Regions from separate parts of the Mus musculus genome. Here regions 1, 2, 3, 4, 6 and 7 are each linked to region 5. Evidence: chromatin contacts called from public ChIA-PET and promoter capture Hi-C data. All regions are on one chromosome and are shown on one strand. Each heading gives the region's core, a stretch centred on a gene start, on an enhancer-like site or on the middle of the called end of the contact. The rest is flanking DNA. Distances are from core to core; before and after follow the strand shown.

The links. Promoter capture Hi-C pulls out the DNA fragments that hold promoters and counts their contacts. ChIA-PET counts read pairs in DNA pulled down with a chosen protein or histone mark.
Region 1: a promoter capture Hi-C map of pre-B cells shows a contact between it and region 5, with 3 times the contacts expected there. The contact joins the promoter of Lpcat1 here to the promoter of Pdcd6 in region 5. A contact is called at or near these places in 3 of 39 promoter capture datasets (cranial neural crest, hippocampal neurons and pre-B cells) and 1 of 115 datasets of contacts at active chromatin or transcription factors (memory CD8 T cells).
Region 2: a contact with region 5 is called in a promoter capture Hi-C map of pre-B cells, with 2.6 times the contacts expected there. The contact joins the promoter of Clptm1l here to the promoter of Pdcd6 in region 5. A contact is called at or near these places in 8 of 39 promoter capture datasets (the C10 cell line, cranial neural crest, embryonic stem cells and 3 more), 4 of 484 Hi-C or Micro-C datasets (the G1E-ER4 cell line and liver), 1 of 115 datasets of contacts at active chromatin or transcription factors (memory CD8 T cells) and 1 of 9 other capture datasets (adipose tissue).
Region 3: an RNA polymerase II ChIA-PET map of memory CD8 T cells shows a contact between it and region 5, with 15 read pairs. The contact joins the promoter of Tert here to the promoter of Pdcd6 in region 5. A contact is called at or near these places in 3 of 39 promoter capture datasets (hippocampal neurons and liver), 3 of 484 Hi-C or Micro-C datasets (the G1E-ER4 cell line and liver) and 1 of 115 datasets of contacts at active chromatin or transcription factors (memory CD8 T cells).
Region 4: an RNA polymerase II ChIA-PET map of memory CD8 T cells shows a contact between it and region 5, with 14 read pairs. The contact joins the enhancer-like site here to the promoter of Pdcd6 in region 5. A contact is called at or near these places in 5 of 39 promoter capture datasets (the 3T3-L1 cell line, cranial neural crest, embryonic stem cells and 1 more), 2 of 15 datasets of contacts at CTCF or cohesin (embryonic stem cells and large pre-B cells), 23 of 484 Hi-C or Micro-C datasets (B cells, the Ba/F3 cell line, the N1E-115 cell line and 10 more), 4 of 115 datasets of contacts at active chromatin or transcription factors (astrocytes, effector CD8 T cells, embryonic stem cells and 1 more) and 1 of 9 other capture datasets (embryonic stem cells).
Region 6: a contact with region 5 is called in a promoter capture Hi-C map of liver, with 2.1 times the contacts expected there. The contact joins the promoter of Slc12a7 here to the promoter of Pdcd6 in region 5. A contact is called at or near these places in 2 of 39 promoter capture datasets (cranial neural crest and liver), 1 of 484 Hi-C or Micro-C datasets (muscle stem cells) and 1 of 115 datasets of contacts at active chromatin or transcription factors (memory CD8 T cells).
Region 7: an RNA polymerase II ChIA-PET map of memory CD8 T cells shows a contact between it and region 5, with 4 times the contacts expected there. The contact joins the enhancer-like site here to the promoter of Pdcd6 in region 5. A contact is called at or near these places in 1 of 39 promoter capture datasets (cranial neural crest), 1 of 15 datasets of contacts at CTCF or cohesin (large pre-B cells), 2 of 484 Hi-C or Micro-C datasets (cerebral cortex and olfactory sensory neurons), 1 of 115 datasets of contacts at active chromatin or transcription factors (memory CD8 T cells) and 1 of 9 other capture datasets (embryonic stem cells).

What each region holds. Positions count from the first base shown.
Region 1 is chr13:73,465,944-73,468,869 of GRCm38.p6, forward strand. Lpcat1 (lysophosphatidylcholine acyltransferase 1) reads left to right here and starts at 1,288. Exons shown (of 14, transcript NM_145376.6): 1 at 1,288-1,574. The coding sequence starts at 1,440.
Region 2 is chr13:73,602,367-73,605,662 of GRCm38.p6, forward strand. It overlaps Clptm1l (CLPTM1-like), which reads left to right and starts at 1,636. Exons shown (of 17, transcript NM_146047.2): 1 at 1,636-2,033; 2 at 2,564-2,664. The coding sequence starts at 1,872.
Region 3 is chr13:73,625,413-73,628,686 of GRCm38.p6, forward strand. Tert (telomerase reverse transcriptase) reads left to right here and starts at 1,499. Exons shown (of 16, transcript NM_009354.2): 1 at 1,499-1,836; 2 at 1,939-3,262. The coding sequence starts at 1,618. RefSeq lists a promoter at 1-1,588 and enhancers at 1,258-1,277, 1,418-1,438.
Region 4 is chr13:73,724,174-73,727,289 of GRCm38.p6, forward strand. No RefSeq gene overlaps it. Among named protein-coding and RNA genes, the nearest start is that of Slc6a19, 25 kb to the left of the region's middle. Within about 2 kb of position 1,333, at least 37 of the 459 cell types and tissues checked have an H3K27ac peak or open chromatin away from gene starts, as enhancers often do. A contact at or near this core is called in B cells, effector CD8 T cells and memory CD8 T cells, where this site is marked.
Region 5 is chr13:74,315,959-74,318,967 of GRCm38.p6, forward strand. Pdcd6 (programmed cell death 6) reads right to left here and starts at 1,368. Exons shown (of 6, transcript NM_011051.3): 1 at 1,149-1,368; 2 at 372-433. The coding sequence starts at 1,249.
Region 6 is chr13:73,762,245-73,765,193 of GRCm38.p6, forward strand. Slc12a7 (solute carrier family 12, member 7) reads left to right here and starts at 1,453. Exons shown (of 24, transcript NM_011390.2): 1 at 1,453-1,646. The coding sequence starts at 1,523.
Region 7 is chr13:73,645,251-73,648,241 of GRCm38.p6, forward strand. Tert (telomerase reverse transcriptase) reads left to right here. Exons shown (of 16, transcript NM_009354.2): 12 at 931-1,057; 13 at 1,527-1,588; 14 at 2,697-2,821. Among named protein-coding and RNA genes, the nearest start is that of Tert, 20 kb to the left of the region's middle. Within about 2 kb of position 1,646, at least 10 of the 459 cell types and tissues checked have an H3K27ac peak or open chromatin away from gene starts, as enhancers often do. A contact at or near this core is called in memory CD8 T cells, where this site is marked.

The sequences.
Region 1 (2,926 bases), core at 38-2,537, 850 kb before region 5:
GCTTCTTTGCTTGTAGACTTCAGGTGGCACCTGGCCCGCCTGTCTTCCTTCCTCTAAAGGTCTGTTTGTAAGCCTGATAGGCCTTTGTGCCCTGGGGTTTTCTTGACAGGGAGCTGAAGATCCTTGGATGCTACACTCTTGTGTCTGAGACTTGAACAAATGGGAATTAAAATCTAGAATCAGTGGAATCTAGGTCACAGGACAACATATCAGAACATTAAGGCCGGGTGTGATGGCGCACGCCTTTAATCCCAGCACTCGGAGGCAGAGGCAGGTGGATTTCTGAGTTCGAGGCCAGCCTGGTCTACAAAGTGAGCTCCAGGACAGCCAGGGCTAAACAGAGAAACCCTGTCTTGAAAAAAAAAAAAAAAAAAAAAAAAGAACATTAAGTTTGCTCATAGTCCTTAAGGATCTCCACAGCCTTCTTAGCCCAGAGGAAAGGCTATGTGTACTGTCGCTGCTTCATGGCTCATTTTGCAGAGGGGACAAGGGAATCTCAAGATAACGTCACGTGTCCAATACAAGATGAAGCTTTGAAGTGACAAGATCTGTGCGAGCATTTTTCTTCTAGCCAACTCCTCAAAACAGAGCCTGGTCACATTTCTGTCAGGAGTTATCAGAGGCTCTGGTCACTCTATTGTGAGAGGATGTGGTGGAGACTCTGAGAGCTCTGGTGTCCACAGGAAGTTTGGACTTTGGGGAGGTTAGACAGGAAGCCAAGGGTATCTGGAATTAGGCAGAATTTAGCTCCTTTTTCCTGTCTGGTGACTGAGGCTAGACCCTCTGTCTCCCAGTACCTGCTTGTTGAGTGTTCTATGAGCTATACAAATAAAAGCACCTGGTGTTGCTACAAAAGGCATTTCTTTAGTTTTTCAAATGTATACATTTTGATCAGAAAGCTACTTTGTATCCTATTTTAAAACAGGATACAAAGTACAAAAGGCATCCAGTGAGTCAAATGAATACATTTTAGCAGAAAGGCTATTTAGAGTCCTAGTTAATGGTGTGATACAAATTAGGGTCTCCTAGCCTATCTTCTCCCTCGATGGCGACTGATGGATTACAATGGTTAGGGGAAGGAAGCTGCCTGTGAGGACAGCGTTGCGCTGAGAAGTGGGCCTGCCCAGTTCAGTCCTGCGACCCAAAATTTAAGGTCTCCCTACACATGCAAATTCGCAGGATTCCCCTAAGTCCAGGAGCCTTAAGACGCGCAGGCGCATTCATAGCCCAGAGCGGTCTGGGCGGGGCACCCCGTTGGCCCCACCCACGTCACGCCGCCCCTCCCGCGCCTGCGCCTCCGGGCGGCCGCGCATCCTAGGCCCTCTCCCGCGCGCTCTGCTAGCTCTGCTGCTCTCGGCTCTTCTGTGCTTGGCTCGGTTCAGCTGAGCTCGGTCGGCTGAGCTCCATCTGCTCTACTCCTTGCTCAGGCGCGGGCAGCCATGAGGCTGCGGGGCCGCGGGCCGCGGGCCGCCCCCTCCTCCAGCTCTGGGGCAGGCGACGCGCGGCGCCTAGCGCCCCCGGGGCGGAACCCCTTCGTGCACGAGCTGCGACTGAGCGCCCTGCAGAAGGCCCAGGTGGGTTCTCCGCAGCGCTGCTGTACTCTATCCAGGATGCGCTCGGGATGCGGTGGGGAGGGGCTGGGCGCCGCCCGGTCCTCCGTGAGCCGCACCCCTCCCCTGCAGCACTCTTCCAACCCGCGCCAGGGTCCCGCTTCCCGCCGCCTGCGTGCACGCCGACTTACACCCTTTTGGTTTCGGTACTGGACCCTGCACTCCATCCCTTGGGCCCTGCACCCTCATCCCAGGCCTGGCCCGGGTTCCCGCCAGCAGGAGGCCTGGAGGTGGGCGGGGGTGGGGGGGTGTCCTCGCATCAGGCAGCCCCTTTCCAGCGTCTCCGCACAGCTAGGAGGCCTACTGTGTGTCTCCGTGGCCTAGTGTCGGAACCTGAATTGTCATCTGGAGCACCGGACGCGCGGGGCCCCTGGCATAACCCAATAGGATGATTTCCACATCCATGTTTGCAGATTGTTTCCTGTGTCTAGTACACTGTGTCGGTTGTTAGCGATGCTCCCTTGGGCTGCCTGTGCCCGGTATCAACTTTATACAACATAGTTCCCACGTGAGAGGGAACCTGTGCGCTGCGGCTGGCTAGTAGTGAGCGGGGACCTGGATCTAGGCACAGTTGCTATCTGTTCTTGTGGTTCTCACCGTGAGACCCGGCACGTGGGACCTTTTTTTACTCAGGGGCCAGGTCTGTGGTGCTGTGGTCACTTCTGGGACCCTTCTTTGAGTAATGAGCAGAGTTCACAGTTTCAGACTTCCGTGGTTTACAGGCAGAGTAGTATTTCCAACTGTAAGGGACCAGCTCTAGGAGGAGATGGTGTTTTTAAATGTGTAACCTATCAGACATAATATTAAGGTAAAGTCTGTTGAAATTATTACTTTCCCAAGCACCGGTTTCTGCTCAAAGCATCCAGTGGGGTTAGTTATCACCCGTAGGAATGGATGGTCAGCAGAATTGAACACGGAGAGTGTAAAGTAAAGGCCTCATATTGGCCCCCAGGTCTTGTCCTCTTTCCTGGTTGTGTCTGGAGCCTGTGAGGCTTTTCCTGAAGTCTTTGCTGCTGTCAGGTTGCTCCTCACGGCCTGGGGCTGTGCCCAGCAGGAGGGCTTAGGGTGCAGTCATATTTGAACTTTATTACTCTCAGTTTCAGTCCACAACCTCCTACCCTACAACTCTATCCCTTGTCACTTGTGGGTCTTCCTTCCTCCCGGATCTGCTGCCTGTGTGGATTTGGGACCCCTCCCAAGTCAAGTCCCTCCTGGTTCATCCTACTACATCCCACCCTAATCACCATCAACAACCCATTCCTAGTTATTCTTTCCAGTTCTGACCTTGCTAGTCTGCCTCTACCCCATCTTGGTAG
Region 2 (3,296 bases), core at 386-2,885, 710 kb before region 5:
GTGATGTGGATACATAAGCATAATAAACCCTTTCCTCTCCAAATTTCTTTCAGTTATGGTGTTCATCGAAGCAATAGAAACCCTAAGATACCCTCATGCTGAAATAGGTGCTCCATTTCTGAAACCTTCTATTTAAAAGCACCATTTTTAGAAAATGCCCAATCACACTTCTGATTACACGTGTGAGAAACATGAGAATGCCGTTTTGAGAACAATGAGCTCCAAAACTTAAGTTTCTGAGGCCACCATAGAGTAAGGAGCTGGTCACTAATGAAAAGCACCAACAGCCAACAAGCTTCTGAAAACAGGAAATATCATTTTTTGCTTGATCTCTGCAGGCCATCGTCCTGGGCTGTCACAGCACTGGCCACTTCACTCTAGAAACTGTGTATACCCTAAACCAAGAAATATTTAAGAAGATTAAAATGAAGGCCAGAAGAACCTGATACTCTGTTATTCTTGCAGAGAGGAGCCTAGCATAACTGTCCTCTTAAGAGGCTCTACCCAGCAGCTGACTGAAACAGATACAGAGACCCACAGCTAAACATTAGACAGAGCTTGGGGAGTCTTATAGAAAAGTTGGAGCAAGAATTGAGATCTGGGGGGGACAGGAGTCCACAAGACCAACAGAGTCAACTAACCTGGGCCCTTGGGGGTCTCCCAAAGACTAAACCACCAACCAAAGAGCATACATGGACTGGACCTACACCCCACCCCAACACATATATAGCAGATGTGCAGCTTGGTCTTCATTCAAGTTCCCCAACAAATGGACCCGGGTCTGTCCCAGTGTTGCCTACCTGTGGATCCCGTTCCCCTAACTAGGCTGCCTTGTCTGGCCTCAGTGGGAGAGAATGTGGCCAGTCCTGCAGTGACTTGATGTGCCAGGGGTGGGTTGGTACCCAGTGGAGCCTCCCCTTCTCAGAGAAGGGGAGAGGGAGTAGGGAAGAGAGTAGGGGCTGGCATCAGGACGTAAAGTGAACAATTAATGGACTCCGATGGTTTATCTGAGTGGCCTACCCCCTTCTGAGATGAGAAGGGGAGAGGGGACAGGGGAGAGGATAAGAGGAGAGTAGGGGCTGACATCGGGATGTAAAGTGAATAAATAAATTTAAGAACCCAGATGGTTTTATCTGAATGAGTAATGGGAAGTCCGGGAAAAAGATCTTCTTGAGATATAACCTACCTTTGCATGTTAGCCAGGATTAAGATTTATATTACCGCAAAGGAACTTATTCTTCTGACAAAAGGGGCAAGTGACCTGTAAAAACTCTTTTTGACCTTTTCTGGCCATCTTGAACTGCATGTTATCAACACAGTAACCTCACACCCGAGAAATCGGTATTTGAGTTTCCTGAGTCTCCTCCGTGTTTTCTTAACTTTTGGACGCTCCCCTAGACTTTGAAGAGCCAGGATCAGGGTCGTCCCCGCCATCATCCTGGGGCGCCGCCGTAAGGCTGCACAGGGCCTTAAGAAGAGCAACGCAAAGAAAAAATTTCCAAGAACCGGGTGCCGCCAAGGTTGGTGGCGGACCTGGGCTCCCACAGGCATGCCGGGAGTACGGCGCAAGAGGCTGACGTCACGCGCGCGCGCCGGTCGTGCGGTCGTCGTGAGGTTGCGAGTGCGTGGCGGAGCGTCTGGCTCCCAGAGGGCCGTGCGCGTCCACTTCCGCCAGCTGCTCGGTTCCCGGAAGCGGTGGCCGGCAAATCCGGCCAATCCCCCAGCGCCGGGTGTGGGTTATCGGGAGCATGCGGGGCGGCCGGCGGCCCGCGCGAGGCGCGTTGGTTTCCCCGCGGCGGTGGCGGTGGCGCGCAGCGGCTCTCCCGTGAGCGGCGGGCGGCGGCGGCGCTCGGCCCGCAGGTTGCGGCGCCATGTGGAGCGGCCGCAGCTCTTTTACCAGCTTGGTGGTGGGCGTGTTCCTGGTGTACGTGGTGCATACCTGCTGGGTCATGTACGGTATCGTCTATACCCGTCCGTGCTCGGGTGACTCCAACTGCATCCAGCCCTATCTGGCCCTGCGGCCCAAACTGCAGGTGAGCGTCCGGGAGCCCTAAGAAGGCGCCTCCCGGCCGGGTGCTACCACCCACCCCCTACTGGCACTGGTCAGAGGGTTTCGGGCTACCAGTTTTGCCCCTTATCACTGATGTCACTGTCCAATGTTCTGGTTAGGTGGCAGTGAGAGCTGGAGTTGAGACTTCTCTGTTCTCTGCTGCTCTCTTGTTACCCCTTGGTGCTCTGCCCTACCCCGATTATAACTGAGATCCAGTTGCCCTACACGTGTTTCCTAACGGGACCCCAGTGGAAGTTAACAGGAGATCTCCAGCCATATGGGAGTCAGGCTGCTAGCTCTGCCCTCTTATCACCTGTGTCACTTCCTGCTTCTAGTGGGAATTCCGGACAGGTCAGCTCTACAGTTAGGTTCCTTGTTCACAGCAGTGTCACACAGGCCATCTTGCCCAAGCTCACCCTCTGAGAGGTAGCCCTCAGATTGCTACCCTCTCACAATAGTTACATGTTTTCTATCAGGACCTTTTGGCTATTCATTCTTGCTCACTCTTTCCAGCTGAGTGTTTACACCACCACACGGTCCAGCCTTGGTGCAGAGAACAATGTGGACCTGATCTTGAACGTGGAAGACTTTGATGTGGATTCCAAATTTGAAAGGTGTGGATGTGGGACAGATTGCCAGAGATGGGTTCCAGGATGTCATGGATAGCATTGTATGTAGAGTGAGGACATCCTATAGAAGCACTCCTGTCTAGGGTCTGTGTAAACAGTCAAGCTGAAAGTAACAGGTGTTTGTCACTTAGCAAGTAGCTTTTACTGCAATCTAAGGGCAGCGTGGTTTACTACAGCCCATGTAGTCTCCCAAGGAATGATACATTGGCCTACCTAGTAAGAGTAGTTAGTTCACTTGTTACTTACAAGTAAGTGACCTTTGGCATTAGAATATAAATCTCAATGCTCAGCTATATACAGTAACTTTTGGGAATTAACATGGCTTAGCATTTGACATATGATTTTAACGTGCAAAAGTTCAAATAAAATTTGTAAAATTGCTCATCCAATCAAGATCCTGTACTGCCCAACAGGTATCAAGCTCACTAGCCAACCAGTCTTTAGCTCCCACCCAGTGCATCACTGTCCATGCCTATTAGCCTGTGGCCCTAGGGTAGTTATTAACTACCCATGCCCATCCTCTTGAAATGGAGGTTGGACGTCCTGGTGCCATTCACTAGTTTTATAGGGGCAAATCCCGCCTCCTATTCATCACCCTGTGCCAGGATAGATAGTGA
Region 3 (3,274 bases), core at 249-2,748, 690 kb before region 5:
CTGTTGTTATTTGATTCTGATGCTTGAACCCAGGGTTGTGTAGTCAGCAAGTGCTACCCCCTCCCTCCTCTTCTTTGTTTTTTTGAGGCAGGGTCTCATTTTGCCCAAGTGGACCTAAATTTCAGCATGTAGCTGGCCTGGTTTTGAATGCCTTCTCATCCTGCCTCTACTTCCCAAGAGTAGCTTACAAGTGTGCACCACCATGCCCCGCGATATTCTTATTTTTGAGACTGTTTTCTATGCTGGTTTCTTTGGGGAACTACACTAAGGTAGCTTACAAGTGTGCACCACCATGCCCCGCGATATTCTTATTTTTGAGACTGTTTTCTATGCTGGTTTCTTTGGGGAACTACACTAAGGTAGCTTCATTGTTGGCATAAATTTCTCAGTTCAGGCCCATATCTCCTAAGTAGCAGAACTAAGCAAATCTCAAACAAACCCCTCAAAAAGACTGATGTCCACTAAACGGACTTCTAAAATAGCTCCTGTAATCCTGAGCATTTACAAGGCGGCAGACCTCCTATAAGGGAGTAAATATGAAAACGCGCCTGTTCAAATGCTAGGTCGGTGGATAGAAGCAATTTCCTCAGAAAGCTGAAGGCACCAAAGGTTATATTTGTTAGCATTTCAGTGTTTGCCAAACTCAGCTACAGTAGAGATCACAGATTCCCTATTTCCCAGAGATTCAAAATTCAGCAGCCCCTCTCTAACTATGGCTCAGAGTCGTGTCATTACATATGCCCCAACAACAACCCCCACCCCTATCCTACCCCCGCCTCACACGTGCAAGTACTATCACAGTTGCCAACCTAGCAGAGCTGCCATCCTAAGGTCGAGGTCGCCGCTTTGGCTGTGTGCACAGGCAAGCGCCCTCACCCAATGGCCCTGGCCTTGCTATGGGTGCGTGAGTTGAGATGATGCTCTGGACTCTGAGGTGAAGGCCACTGGAACAGTGAAAAAAGCTAACGCAGGGCTTTTACCTAGTCCCCTTCCTTTGGTGGTGGGTGTTTACGGAACATATTTGGGATCTGAGTGTATGGTCGCACCACAATAAAGCCTTAACCTATATAGTAGAATTTCAGCTGTAATCATTAAGAACTGAGATTGCCACCACCCACCTCACTGTCTGTGTCAACCACAGCAGGCTGGAGCAGTCAGCTCAGGAACAGGCAAAACCTTAGGTCCCTCCGCCTACCTAACCTTCAATACATCAAGGATAGGCTTCTTTGCTTGCCCAAACCTCGCCCCAGTCTAGACCACCTGGGGATTCCCAGCTCAGGGCGAAAAGGAAGCCCGAGAAGCATTCTGTAGAGGGAAATCCTGCATGAGTGCGCCCCCTTTCGTTACTCCAACACATCCAGCAACCACTGAACTTGGCCGGGGAACACACCTGGTCCTCATGCACCAGCATTGTGACCATCAACGGAAAAGTACTATTGCTGCGACCCCGCCCCTTCCGCTACAACGCTTGGTCCGCCTGAATCCCGCCCCTTCCTCCGTTCCCAGCCTCATCTTTTTCGTCGTGGACTCTCAGTGGCCTGGGTCCTGGCTGTTTTCTAAGCACACCCTTGCATCTTGGTTCCCGCACGTGGGAGGCCCATCCCGGCCTTGAGCACAATGACCCGCGCTCCTCGTTGCCCCGCGGTGCGCTCTCTGCTGCGCAGCCGATACCGGGAGGTGTGGCCGCTGGCAACCTTTGTGCGGCGCCTGGGGCCCGAGGGCAGGCGGCTTGTGCAACCCGGGGACCCGAAGATCTACCGCACTTTGGTTGCCCAATGCCTAGTGTGCATGCACTGGGGCTCACAGCCTCCACCTGCCGACCTTTCCTTCCACCAGGTGGGCCTCCAGGCGGGATCCCCATGGGTCAGGGGCGGAAAGCCGGGAGGACGTGGGATAGTGCGTCTAGCTCATGTGTCAAGACCCTCTTCTCCTTACCAGGTGTCATCCCTGAAAGAGCTGGTGGCCAGGGTTGTGCAGAGACTCTGCGAGCGCAACGAGAGAAACGTGCTGGCTTTTGGCTTTGAGCTGCTTAACGAGGCCAGAGGCGGGCCTCCCATGGCCTTCACTAGTAGCGTGCGTAGCTACTTGCCCAACACTGTTATTGAGACCCTGCGTGTCAGTGGTGCATGGATGCTACTGTTGAGCCGAGTGGGCGACGACCTGCTGGTCTACCTGCTGGCACACTGTGCTCTTTATCTTCTGGTGCCCCCCAGCTGTGCCTACCAGGTGTGTGGGTCTCCCCTGTACCAAATTTGTGCCACCACGGATATCTGGCCCTCTGTGTCCGCTAGTTACAGGCCCACCCGACCCGTGGGCAGGAATTTCACTAACCTTAGGTTCTTACAACAGATCAAGAGCAGTAGTCGCCAGGAAGCACCGAAACCCCTGGCCTTGCCATCTCGAGGTACAAAGAGGCATCTGAGTCTCACCAGTACAAGTGTGCCTTCAGCTAAGAAGGCCAGATGCTATCCTGTCCCGAGAGTGGAGGAGGGACCCCACAGGCAGGTGCTACCAACCCCATCAGGCAAATCATGGGTGCCAAGTCCTGCTCGGTCCCCCGAGGTGCCTACTGCAGAGAAAGATTTGTCTTCTAAAGGAAAGGTGTCTGACCTGAGTCTCTCTGGGTCGGTGTGCTGTAAACACAAGCCCAGCTCCACATCTCTGCTGTCACCACCCCGCCAAAATGCCTTTCAGCTCAGGCCATTTATTGAGACCAGACATTTCCTTTACTCCAGGGGAGATGGCCAAGAGCGTCTAAACCCCTCATTCCTACTCAGCAACCTCCAGCCTAACTTGACTGGGGCCAGGAGACTGGTGGAGATCATCTTTCTGGGCTCAAGGCCTAGGACATCAGGACCACTCTGCAGGACACACCGTCTATCGCGTCGATACTGGCAGATGCGGCCCCTGTTCCAACAGCTGCTGGTGAACCATGCAGAGTGCCAATATGTCAGACTCCTCAGGTCACATTGCAGGTTTCGAACAGCAAACCAACAGGTGACAGATGCCTTGAACACCAGCCCACCGCACCTCATGGATTTGCTCCGCCTGCACAGCAGTCCCTGGCAGGTATATGGTTTTCTTCGGGCCTGTCTCTGCAAGGTGGTGTCTGCTAGTCTCTGGGGTACCAGGCACAATGAGCGCCGCTTCTTTAAGAACTTAAAGAAGTTCATCTCGTTGGGGAAATACGGCAAGCTATCACTGCAGGAACTGATGTGGAAGATGAAAGTAGAGGATTGCCACTGGCTCCGCAGCAGCCCGGGTGAGCATGGCT
Region 4 (3,116 bases), core at 83-2,582, 590 kb before region 5:
CATCCTGGCTGCCCCATGCTCCCACCTCAATACTGCATCAGTAGGCTCCTGTCACAGAGTCTTCTTGTCCACTCACCCAGAAATCTTAGGTGTGAGCTTGGATATCCAGGGCACTGGTGGACTATCAAAAAGATGTGTCTTGTTGTAGGGCGGGCCTTCTTCAGGGAGGCCATAGCCAGGAGCTGAGCAGCTGACCTAAGAGTTGTGTAGCCAGGGATGCAGCATTGATCTCTCTTGAGAGCTTCTGGGTATTGTGACCTTGAGATTCTCTAAGATAGATACTGAGTTCTCAAATACCTGTAATGTGCCTACTGACAGCCAAATCCTGGTCACCACTGCTCAGTAAACCCAGGCAATGACCCAGCCACCTTCACTGACCACACCGTGTCTCCCATAGGTAGACCCATCCTGAACAGACCTTGCCTGATCCCACCAGCACCCATACCCCACTCTGACCAAGTTCCTTTTCACAGTCACTGGGAAAATGCCACCACATCGTGTAGGTGCTGAGCAAGAGCAGAGAGGGGCAGCTGAGATGCTCCAGCACCTCTTAGAAAGACAGGAGTTGGGGCTGGCTCAGAGGGTAAGAGCACCTTCTGCTCTTCCAGAGGTCCTGAGTTCAATTCCCAGCAACTACATGGTGGTTCACCCTCATGAAATACCTTCTTCTGGTGTGTCTGAAGACAGCTACCATGCACTCATATAAATAAAATAAATCTTAACTGAAGATTTTGACTTTTGAGAGAGAGGAAGAGAGACAGAGACAGAGACAGAAACAGAGACAGAGCGCACTGACTGCTCTTCCAGAGATCTTGAGTTCAATTTCCAGCAGACACATGGTAGTTCACAACCACCTGTAATGGGATCTGATGCCCTCTTCTGGTGTGTCTGAAGACAACAACAGTGTACTCATACAAAATAGATAAATAAATCTAAAAAAAGAAGGAAGGAAGGAAGGAAGACAGACAGGCGGACAGACAGAAGTTTATAGCTAGGACTGTGATACATCAAGAAAACATTTGGGATGTTCTAACTGACCCTGGCCACATACATCTACAAGGTTATATCTTTTTGCCAGTCTCATGAATGAGAATATATATATATATATATATATATATATATATATATATATATATATAGTGTGTGTGTGTGTGTGTGTGTGTGTGTGTGTGTGTGAAAGTACCTTTTATTCACCTGATATAATTGACTCAGAGGCTTACTGAGTCTGCCTAACCTAGTCCTAATCGTGGAAGCGTCTAGCCTCCGTAAACCTTATCTAGTCCTAGAGTGTTTTCAGTCTCTGAGACTTGCGGCTGAACATGCTCACCACTTCCTACTTCTTTCTGATCTCTGACTGGCTGATTTAACTCAGCCATTCTGCCTCAGACTCCTCTCCACGCTGACTGAGTCTATCTGACTTTTTTCTTGCCTTCTCCTGAATTGATCTGCTTGGCCTCACACTGACTTTGGCAGTATGTTCTAATCTTCTAGCTCCTTCCCATTCTCTGGCTCATCCCATCTTCACCTGTGTCTAGCTTGTTCTCTCTCTGCAACATGTTTCTGTACAACTGTCTGGTAAAACTGCCTCCCTTCTCTCTCTGCACTGCTCTCTCTTAAGTAGCCTTTCTTTTCACTCTGCTCTCGTGACAGGCATATCCTATTGTCTAAGCTCTCTCTAATTCATCACTTTTCTGCTTTTTAATTAGACATCACTTTCAAACACGGGTGCTTCCTTCTACAAACTAACTTTACTTTCATTATTTGGGATTAAAGGTGTGTGCTAAGAGTGTGTCTGTATTGCAGCCAGAGGGATTAAAGGTGTGTGCTAAGAGCCTGTCTGTATTCCAGTCAGAGTAGCCATGTTGTTGGATTAAAATCCTTGTACAATACCAAAAGAAAAACTACCTGTAGGCTATAGGGATACCCACCCAGAACTCATTTGAACATAGCCTGTCTCTGTTCCAATGCTCAGGAAAGCTCAGGCCCCTACCTGCTGTGGCCCCCGTAGCTGGTAAGAATCTTCTGGAGGCAGAAAGGAAGGAAGCACCAGCTCTCCTGGGCCTCCTTCATGGCCAAGTGTCAGATACAACCAAGATACTAGCTGACTCCTTCCAGTGTCTCAAGAATGAATGTGTTCCATTGGTTTGACTCTAAGTTTAGAGCTCATTTTAAAGAGAAGTTTAGAATTACAGAATTTAGTGGACAGAACAAGGCAGATCCCACTTGTCTGTCTCCCCCACCTTTTCCCCATTGTTCCAGTGAATTCACAGAAAAAAGCCACACCTTTGATAAATATTCGAAATGCTATTTAGCTGACTAAAGTGTCTTGAGTTTTGGAGATTTGGAGTGTTGTAGCTCTGGAGTCAAATTATCCTGGGCTATCTTTTTTTTTAAAAAAAAAACATTGTTTTCTTTTACTTTTAAGATTTTATTTATTTATTATATGTAAGTACACTGCAGCTGTCTTCAGACACACCAGAAGAGGGAGGGCATCAGATCTCCTTACAGAAGGTTGTGAGCCACCATGTGGTTGCTGGGACTTGAACTCAGGACCTTCAGAAGAGCAGTCGGGTGTTCTTACCCGCTGAGCCATCTTACCAGTCCCTGGGCTATCTTTAATATGCTTAATACTTAGTTACTCACCACCTCTGTGTCACACATAATGTCCTTATGACTATTAGATAAATTCTTGCAATGTGTCACTTTAGCAGACCACTAGCTTTCACCAACCCAAAAGCTAAGAATGTCATCAGATAACATCTAAGACTTCTGGTGGCGATCTCCCCCCCCCCCCCCCCCAGTTTTCTATACATCCTGTATCTGAACCAATGTATTTGGGAAATGCCTTGATTTATGACCGTATTTGTAACTAAAAAGCTTTGTGAAACCATTTCCTCATTGGTGCCTGGTGTTTTGGGGTTCTGGGGCTGTGGTCATTCATGTTTGGCTCAAGTGTAAACTCTGCTTCCCTTTGAGCTATGTACTACCTTCTGTGCAATGCTGAGCGACAGGAACATACCAGTATCAGCTTGGGACCATCTAGCTTTTACTTACTCTCCCTTCCACTTGGAACTGGGAGTAGTGACAGTGAGAGGAGTTAGGAGGGGCTGCTCTGC
Region 5 (3,009 bases), core at 118-2,617:
TCAAAAACTAAGCAATTACTTCTAAATGTCACCTGACAATTTGTCAGTGTCCCCGATGATCCTCTTCAGAACAGTTGCTAAGACTGATAGCAGGTCAAAGGCCTTCTAGATAAGTGAGGGACCTCTGTTGCACAGAGCTAACCTTTTTCACTCTTGGGCAAGGTCTACACTATAGCTCCCATTTCAGAGGCTCACATACATTTGTTCTGGAGCTCGGTAAGGCAGCAATGATAATTAAGAAAATACAAACACAGAAGCTTAGCAAACACCTTTACCTTATACCGGTAATGGCAATTTAGTCTTAAGGACTTCTTTGGAAATAATTCCAGGAAGGAAACTGCTTACTGTGAATGAATCAGGCTTCAACTCACCATTGGATAATGCTTGCTGAAGCTCATTGTCTGAAATCACTCCACTCCTGTCTTTATCAACCCTACAAAAACAAACAAACAAACAAACAAACAGAAAACAGGTAAGCTGGTGATTAAATGTAAAGGAAGTATTAAAAATAAAACATAGCCAAGACATCATTTTCATCAATCTACACTAGGTCTGGAATGTTACTCTGGCCAGACCTTCCTCTTTGCTCAGCTGGAATGTCACACGCCCCCAGGTGTGCCAGAGACTAATGAACAACCAGAAGCAGTAGGAGGGGTTGAGTCATCTTTTCTCTATTCCTTTCAAGCTTTCTGTTAGCTCTTCAAGTCTGCTTAATTTATACCTGCACCAGTTCATCATAATAGGTAAAGAAAGATTCTCTAGGACGAATAAGTCATTCTTTGGCACGAGTCAGTGGAAAGACAATCAGTCATTCAGAAGGACGGCCAGGGACAGAAGACATGCAATAGCAGCCAGCTCTTTTCACTGATGCCGTTTTCCTGATTCAAGATTTGTCCTGTTTCTAACGCAAGCACCTGACCCTGTAGGGCGACTGTTCCGCGCCCTTCGGCCCTGGGCAAAGTCACTGCCAACATGACCCTGAACCCTGTGCTATTGTAGAAGAGAGAAAGTCGGGGATGGAGGGGAGTAGGAAGGACTGGGAAGGAGGTCGGGGGATGAAGGGCTGGGGAGAGGGAGGACTGGAGAATAGGCCCTGAAAACTGAGGACCGACCCAAGGGCCGAAGGAGCTGAGCGGCGCTGGCCTTACCGCTGGAAGACGTTCCACAGGAAGCTCTGGTCTGGCAGTGCAGCTCCAGCAGCAGGGCCGGGGCCACCACCCGGGCCTGGGCGGTAGGAGTAGGCAGCCATGGGCTGATGCACAGCGGCAACGCGGCCCAGCTCCACAAGCTATGCTTCCGCCTCAGTTATGGGGCAGGACCAGGAGCCCACAACTTCCTGGGAACAACGGAAGCGCGCACCTTTGAGTCACTTGGCAGGCGTGGTCCGTTGCCACGCAACGTCTGGAGGGCCTTGGGGTTAGTCTGAGCTCCGCCTCCTACTCTTGCCCGGCCTTGGGTGTCCCTTTCCTTTTCAGCCCCACCCCGCTCCGCCCTCCTGTGTGTCTCAGCCCGAAGCTGCGGCGGGTGAGCTCAGAAGAGACCACGCCATGAGGGGCCGACCCAAGCTTACAAAACGCCTCGACCTGTAACGGAAAGTGGTGAAAGCTTTCACTTGGACCGACGGCTTCCCTTTACGTCTGCATTAGTATTTAGTGCGAATGTGATGTGCACCAACCGCATGAAGTCCTCGGCGGAAACGCAAAGTGCATTTTGTGCACTCTGGAGTTTGTCCGTCTGTCCATACTACACCTTCTTGCCTTCCCACTTGCTTATATCGGTTTATGCCCAGCCTCCCTAGGTTTGCAGTGACTTCATTTGTAAATGGCCCGAGTGAGGTTTGGTCCTGAGGTGAGAGCTGTGTTTTCTCCACCCCTTACTTGGACTTCTGTACTTTTGGTGGTTACTCCTTTTAATTATAAGTATTCCTTCTTTCGTTCTAGATACTAATTCTATGGTGCTTTTATAGTTTGGAATGTCCCTAAATGGGAAAATGCATAGCATTGGGGCAACTACCAACCGGTCACATTCACGGGCTGTCAGGCCATCCTTCCACCTAAATCTGAATACTGTGAATAGCTCAAGATACAGATTACTCCGTTCTGCCATAGGATTATTCCAGCCTTCCTGTAGTCCTCATCCAGGGACAGACTTATAATAAGAACTGCTATGCTGTCTTTATGGGGGGTTTGTTTACCCCATAACTAAAGAAGAGGGTGAAGAGACCAAGGGCCAAGAGTATGGCCTTGTACATCTGAAACTTCCATGTGGATAATCATCCATTATTTAGCACAGCTATAGATCTGATCAAGTCCCAACTGTATCGTTTTCTGCTCCATTTCTCTTGTTCTTAGGACATCTTAAGAGACTTTCAAATTGCTCAAAGAAACATCTTATAGCTTTGACATTTACCTCAAAATCTACAAAATTCTTTAAGAAAGGTAGATTTTTTTTCCAGGATTTGGCGAATTCATTTTTTATAATTTCTCATAAACTGTTCATCTCACTTTTGAATAATCTTTTAGACTTTTCTGGTTCTTTTATTTAGAATCTGAGATCTATTTTTATTCTGTCCTCTCTCTGGCTCCTTTTCTCTTTACCAGAAATACAAAAATATTAATCATAATTTTCCTACTTGAACTGGAAGTTTTCCAGTACAGAGAAACTTCAGCAGACCCGAGGCTGCTGAATCCGGGACTCTACCAGCTGTTTGCTGACTTTGGAATGCTATAAAGGTCCAGTCCCAAAGAGACCACCTTCTGCAACAGCTTACAGGTAGTTGTCTTCCAGGTGCCACCATCTATCTCCTTGCCCTATCTCAGGTTTAGTTTCCTCTTAACCAGGTCTGTTCTAAGCTTTCCAGTAGAGAAATAAATGAGATAACCCTGTCCTCCTATGATGTTAATCATATCATGTGTCTGCATATTGGGCCACTCTTTCCTTTAACCTAATTCTCTGAGCTACTTCTTTGAGCTACTATATACACAAAATTGTTTTCCTTTAGAACTTTTC
Region 6 (2,949 bases), core at 203-2,702, 550 kb before region 5:
TATTTCCACCTAAGGTCCAGCTGAGCAGGGGAAACAGGTGATAGCCCTTCCCTATTTGCTATGGATAGCTCCTGGAGGGAGGTGGGGTGACAGTATGATCTGAGCAAGTTGTGCCCTATCCCCCATAGGAGCTGGAAACTGTATAAGAGGCCATTCCTGAGTGGCCCATGTTTCCCCCAAGCTCCTTCCTGGCAGAGGGCAGAAAGCCGGCCATACTGGGTACAGTTGGGCTTTCCCAGAAATGGCTTTTCTGAGTTAGTTTCAAAATGTTTTATTCTCATCGGTAGGATATGCAAATCCCTTTAACTCCCGTATCTCAGCCTATCCCAGCGGTGTCACTGGTCCGGCAGCTGCCTTCCAGTCCGTGTCCCTGATTGAACTGGGCCAGGCCACCTGGCTGGCCCTGTTCCACAGGTTGTGAGCAGCTCTAGGCATATCACCTGTGTTTCTCTTTGACCATCTAAAACAGTTTTGGGTGACTTGTTGCACCTGGGGGCTATGGCTTTTTGTAGGATGTGTTGGGTATGATACCCTAACATTTTAGTTCCATTCTCTCTTGAAGAATATTTGTTTCCAGTTTTTCACCAGTCTTTCATTGAAAATGCACAAGGTCCTGAAATTCCGGAAGATCTGTGACTTCCACCATGTGGTGTTCTGGAACTCTTTGCTCGGATCTTCCTGTCACTACTACCTTCGGAATTTACCTGCCCTTGGAGCCAAAGGGAGGAACTGCCACCCTCCAAGTTTGGGCTGCAAGGGTTCCCCAGGTTGGATCGTGGAACACTCCTGCCAGCAGGTACAAAGAGTCTCGGGCTTGGCTGGCTAGGCCTGTCCCAGAGCCCAGTGACCTTCTTGGGTGGGATTACTTAACCCCAGGGTGCACAGCGTCCCCTGATTGGCCATTACTCCCTGGCCTAGGTTAGCAGCCTGACCTGGTCAGGGCCTGGGCCCAGATCACCAGCGTTGGTGGAGATGAGGAGCTGCAAACTGAGAGAAAGGAGCCATGACCTGTGGGGTGGTGGGAGAAGAGCCCCACGGGAGTTTGGAATGAGAATGGAAGAACTGAAGCTGTGGAAGTGGTGAATGACAGGCTCTTGGAGGGCGGGAGGGCTCTGAGCCTGTGTTGTGAGTAGGAATGGGAGGAGGACGCGGTCCTGCGGGGAGGAACTGGTGTCTCTTATGCTGAGGGAGGTCTGCATCTGTGGGCAGTTCATTCAGCGGTGGCCTCTAGGGGTTGGGTTTGTGCGTACCGAGTCCTTGAGGGTACAGGGCTCTGGCGGGGCAACCCTGAGACTGTGGCTACAGGGGCGGAGTTTTAAGGGGTGGAGCGTCTGGTGGGCGTGGTCGTTCCGGAAGCCTCCCGACCCCGCCCCGGGCAAACTTTTCCCGAGCCGTGGGGGCGGGCAGGTGAGGTCACGTGGCGGGCAAGGGCGGGCCGGGCGGACCCCGCCCCTACGCCGGAGTCCGGCGGCTGCTCTGGAGCAGCGTGTGGCTGCGAGGGACAGCAGAGTCTAACGGAGCCATGCCCACGAACTTTACGGTGGTGCCGGTGGAGGCGCGCGCCGACGGCGCCGGGGACGAAGCTGCTGAGCGCACGGAAGAACCCGAGTCTCCCGAGAGCGTGGATCAAACCTCCCCTACGCCGGGTGAGCTTGGCCGCACCTGCAACGGGACAAAGGCAGAGGCTGGGCCCTTCTGCTGCCGCTGGGCCGCTCTGACTCGTTGGTTGGCGGCGGCCCGCGCGGCGCGTAGCGGGGCGATGGGAAGGGGTCAGAAGGGCCAACTGGTATCTGCCTGGCTCGGAGGAGTGACCCGAGACCGGGAGAGGATTCTTGGGCTGGTGGTTTGTTGGCCCTGTTCGTTCAGTTTCTTGAATTCAGTGCTCTGCTCCTTGCTTGAGGCGCCCGCTGCATATCTCCCTGTTGGCCTGACTCAGTCAGCCCTGGGGGCGCGGTTCCCACCTCTCTGCATGGCCTGACTGGAGCATCGAGGCTGGAGCACCGGAAACTACTTGGTTTGGCAACTCTGACGGGACTAGGGAGGAGTTGCAGAGCTACTGGAGGTACCTATGGAACGGGAAGGCCCAGGTGTCTAGGTGGTACCTGGGAGAGCTGGAGGTACAGACCCCTGGATGGGTGATCTCACTGACGGACAGCTTCCTCTGGGCAAGCTTTCTTTTGCTCCAGGATGGCCCAGTGTGGTCAACCGATAAATCCGACTGGGATCCCAGATCTGCCTCCACTGACCTTGGACCAGCCAAACTTCCCTTGGGATCTTAGAGGAAGGACAGAGGCCCGTGTAAGCCTGGGGAGGGGGCTGCGCACTCTGAGCGCGGGCTTCTCTTTGCTGCTCTTTGTTCCTTGGATCCGGAGCTCTCTGGCACTTTCACTTTCCACGGGGTGGTGATGGGCCTGGGAATCTCTCTCCATCCTACTTCTCAGCACCCTCTCTGCTGATGGCAAGTCACCTTGAACTGACTGCTTCCTCCCTGTTCCAACTCTCTTCTAGACCTAGATCCTAATAGGCCCTAATAGGTGAGAGGACCCAGCACAGACCTACAGCTGCAGCTGGCCTTGCACCTACCCCAAGTTTTACATTGGAGGTTTGGGCTCCAGGTTCTGGGTCTGGAAGGAAAAGAGGGTGCAATCCTCAAGAGATGGACGGATCTTTTATATATGGCATCAGAGCTTTTGCTGCTCAGAATACAGGCAGTAGAAACTGCGCTTCCTCTAGTCCATACTTTTAGGAGCCTGCATTCATAGACTAGGAGTGCTGGCCCGGAAGTGGCCTAGCCCAGGTCCGCAGCCTGCCTGTCTCACTCTGTGACCCTCTCCATGAGATGCTGGACTGTCCAGCTTTCTCTGCACAGACAAAGCATTCTATGTCTCAGGGCTGCTGCCTGGCTAAACACATAAAATCAGTTGTAAGGTGGAGGCAGAATCTAGAAGT
Region 7 (2,991 bases), core at 396-2,895, 670 kb before region 5:
GACCATAAGGTTCCTGCTTCCAGAGTCCATGTCAAGAGTGGCTGTGAGCTCACCCTCTGAGGCTTCGGTGTGGATGCATCAGCTCAGCTCTTCCTTCTGCCTGAGCCAGGGACAGCGTGTCTGGAGGTCAGCCGGAGTGACTAGCAACATCCTAAAGGGAAAACATAGTGAACATAAGAATTTCTTTTTTCTCCTCACATACAAAATGTGATGAGAAGTGACAGAATACCGCAGAGTATCGTGAAGCATGGCACCCCTTCCTCTGGCCTCCACCCACACTCACCGGCATGCATTCACACACATATAAAAATAAGAAACCTGACAGAGGTAATTGTACCTGTCGCTTGTATTCATCTTTGAGGATCATGCAAAGTCACTGGATGACAAGAAGGCAACACCCCTTCATCCTGTCCTGGACATGTCCCATCTGTTGTCCCAAAGTGACCAAGATGCATCCTGCAGTCTGCAGGTGGTTGGACACCACTGTAGGCAATCCCTTACTGTTTGCTGTCACCAAACTCTGACTGGAGATAATATGCTCCAATCACAGTCTTGTGTTGGGAAGGTGCTCTGTCAGGCTGCAGTCACACTTAAAGAAGCACACACAGGGTTGTGACTTCCTATAGATTTACAATTCCTTCTGAACTGAATTTTCACAGCTCTTATTTGCCACCGATGAGCAAAGATGTCTGGTAATCCCATGCCCGGATAAGATGTATGTTGTTCACTACATCTGGTTGGGTTTGGCTGTCCAGGGCTCTGGCGGTGCTGTAAGCGAGTCCCAAGAGCCGGAATGGGTTCCATGTGTGAAGGTCCAACCGCATCTAAGCCTGCCTTGTGTGGCAGAGAGGGACAAGAGGTGGAAGGGCACTGATGTCGGTCTCTCAGGAGCTTAGTGTGGGAATCACACAGAATACCTTTGTGCTGCAGTTATGCCCAGACCTCAATTAAGACGAGCCTCACCTTCCAGAGTGTCTTCAAAGCTGGGAAGACCATGCGGAACAAGCTCCTGTCGGTCTTGCGGTTGAAGTGTCACGGTCTATTTCTAGACTTGCAGGTGAGCAAACAGGCAGCTACCTCACCTGTTGGATCTTAGGATAGATCCTGTTCTCTGGGGGGGCAGGGGTGTTCATGGATATGCACATGTGTGTACAGGTGCAAGCCGTGTATGTGAGGAACATGTAGAAAAGTGGATGTGTACTGAGGATCCCTGAGCATTCACCCTGCTCATCCCCATCACTTTCCAATCCTGACATTCGCTCCCACAGAGAGAAAGGTTCCCTGGATCCTGACCTTGGCGGTTGACTCTTAGGCCATGACTGCTGAGGTCTCTGTCCAGCAGGGGCCACTGTGGTAGGCTTTGGCCTCAGCTCTCTCCTGCTTCCTCCCCATGAGGGCCTGGCATGATTTTGGTGGGGGAGTTTCCCCACAAGTGGCTTTCTCATCCTATTTGACAACAACACAGAAAGTGTTCATTTGTGATCTCAGGGACATTGCTGATGGTTCTCTTTCTCTTGGGACTCCAGGTGAACAGCCTCCAGACAGTCTGCATCAATATATACAAGATCTTCCTGCTTCAGGCCTACAGGTGAGTCATGGGCTGTGCCACCACTAGAGGGAGGCACAGACCAGAAATGCCGGCCTTGCTGTCGGCTGGGGTTCTGAAGCTCAAGGCGGAGCTGCTCTTGGCTCCCCCTGGTTGGGTGGCCACTGAAATGCAGTCAGGAAAAGGCAGCATTTAGTTGAGTCTCCACACAACCCCATATTTGTAAGGTAAGACCCTCTTCTGGTCTCCCTGTGCTGAGAGAGCACATGTAACCTTATGTGCTAACCAGAGCCCGTGGTCTTGAGACAGGAGGGGATGCTGGCATAAGGAGCCCCCCAAGAAAGCACCGCAGAAGGAATCAGATGAGAAAGGGAAGCAGGGGGACCCAGAGCCCCAGAAAGCAGAGAACCAGAGCTATTGCTGATAGTGTCACCAGTCTTGCACCAGAAGGCACAACAAGCACCCAGCTGAAAGTATCCTGGCCACCAATGTGCCCTACACATTGGCTTATGCCTCTGGAACATTTTTGTCCTCGGTTCTATGCATCTGAAGTCAGGTGCACTAGGCCAGACCCATGTCATTCATTCATTACACAGTCACTACTCTACATGACCATAGGCACACAGCATACGTAGGCCCTTTCTTCTGAGGTTTCCTGTAGGGGTGGAATTGGTTTCCCTTGATTCGTGAAAGGAGAGCTGCCCTGCAGAGCTGTAGCAGAGGGCACCATTCTGCTGAGAGTTGGCAGATGGTCATACCAACCACAGGTCAGATTTATGCCACTGTGGATCTGGCTGCCTCTAAGTAACCTCCTGGTCACTGGGGCTGGGTGTGGGGAAGAGCTTGTGCTATAGAGGACACAATTTCAGTGTCAGGCAGTCTACCCCCGATATGACATGACGTAGCAGGTGCACAGGGTACCTGGGAAGGGACTAGTTTCATGACATTATATAGGAATGAAGACATGTGTGCGCGCACACACACACATGCTTGTGTGTTCACTTGTAGTTGTAATTCCATTTGTACACGCAAATATGTGATGCACATGAATCTCTGTTTATAATTCACATGTATGCATAGACGAGAGCTTGCACTTGTGTGTATGCACACTTACCAGGGCCTCTTCCTCTCCACTGTGGCTCCCGCCCAGGTTCCATGCATGTGTGATTCAGCTTCCCTTTGACCAGCGTGTTAGGAAGAACCTCACATTCTTTCTGGGCATCATCTCCAGCCAAGCATCCTGCTGCTATGCTATCCTGAAGGTCAAGAATCCAGGTGCGTAGACGGCCAAGGGCCAGCATTCTCACGGTGGGCGGGGTCTCATGGTGGGCGGGCGGGGGGGCGGGGGCAGGGGGGCATCATGCACTCACTCAGGAGCTAGTGTAACCAACCATCCTTCCTGGGCCTCAGCCCTAGCAGGTTAGGGAGGTGTTGAGAGATCATGA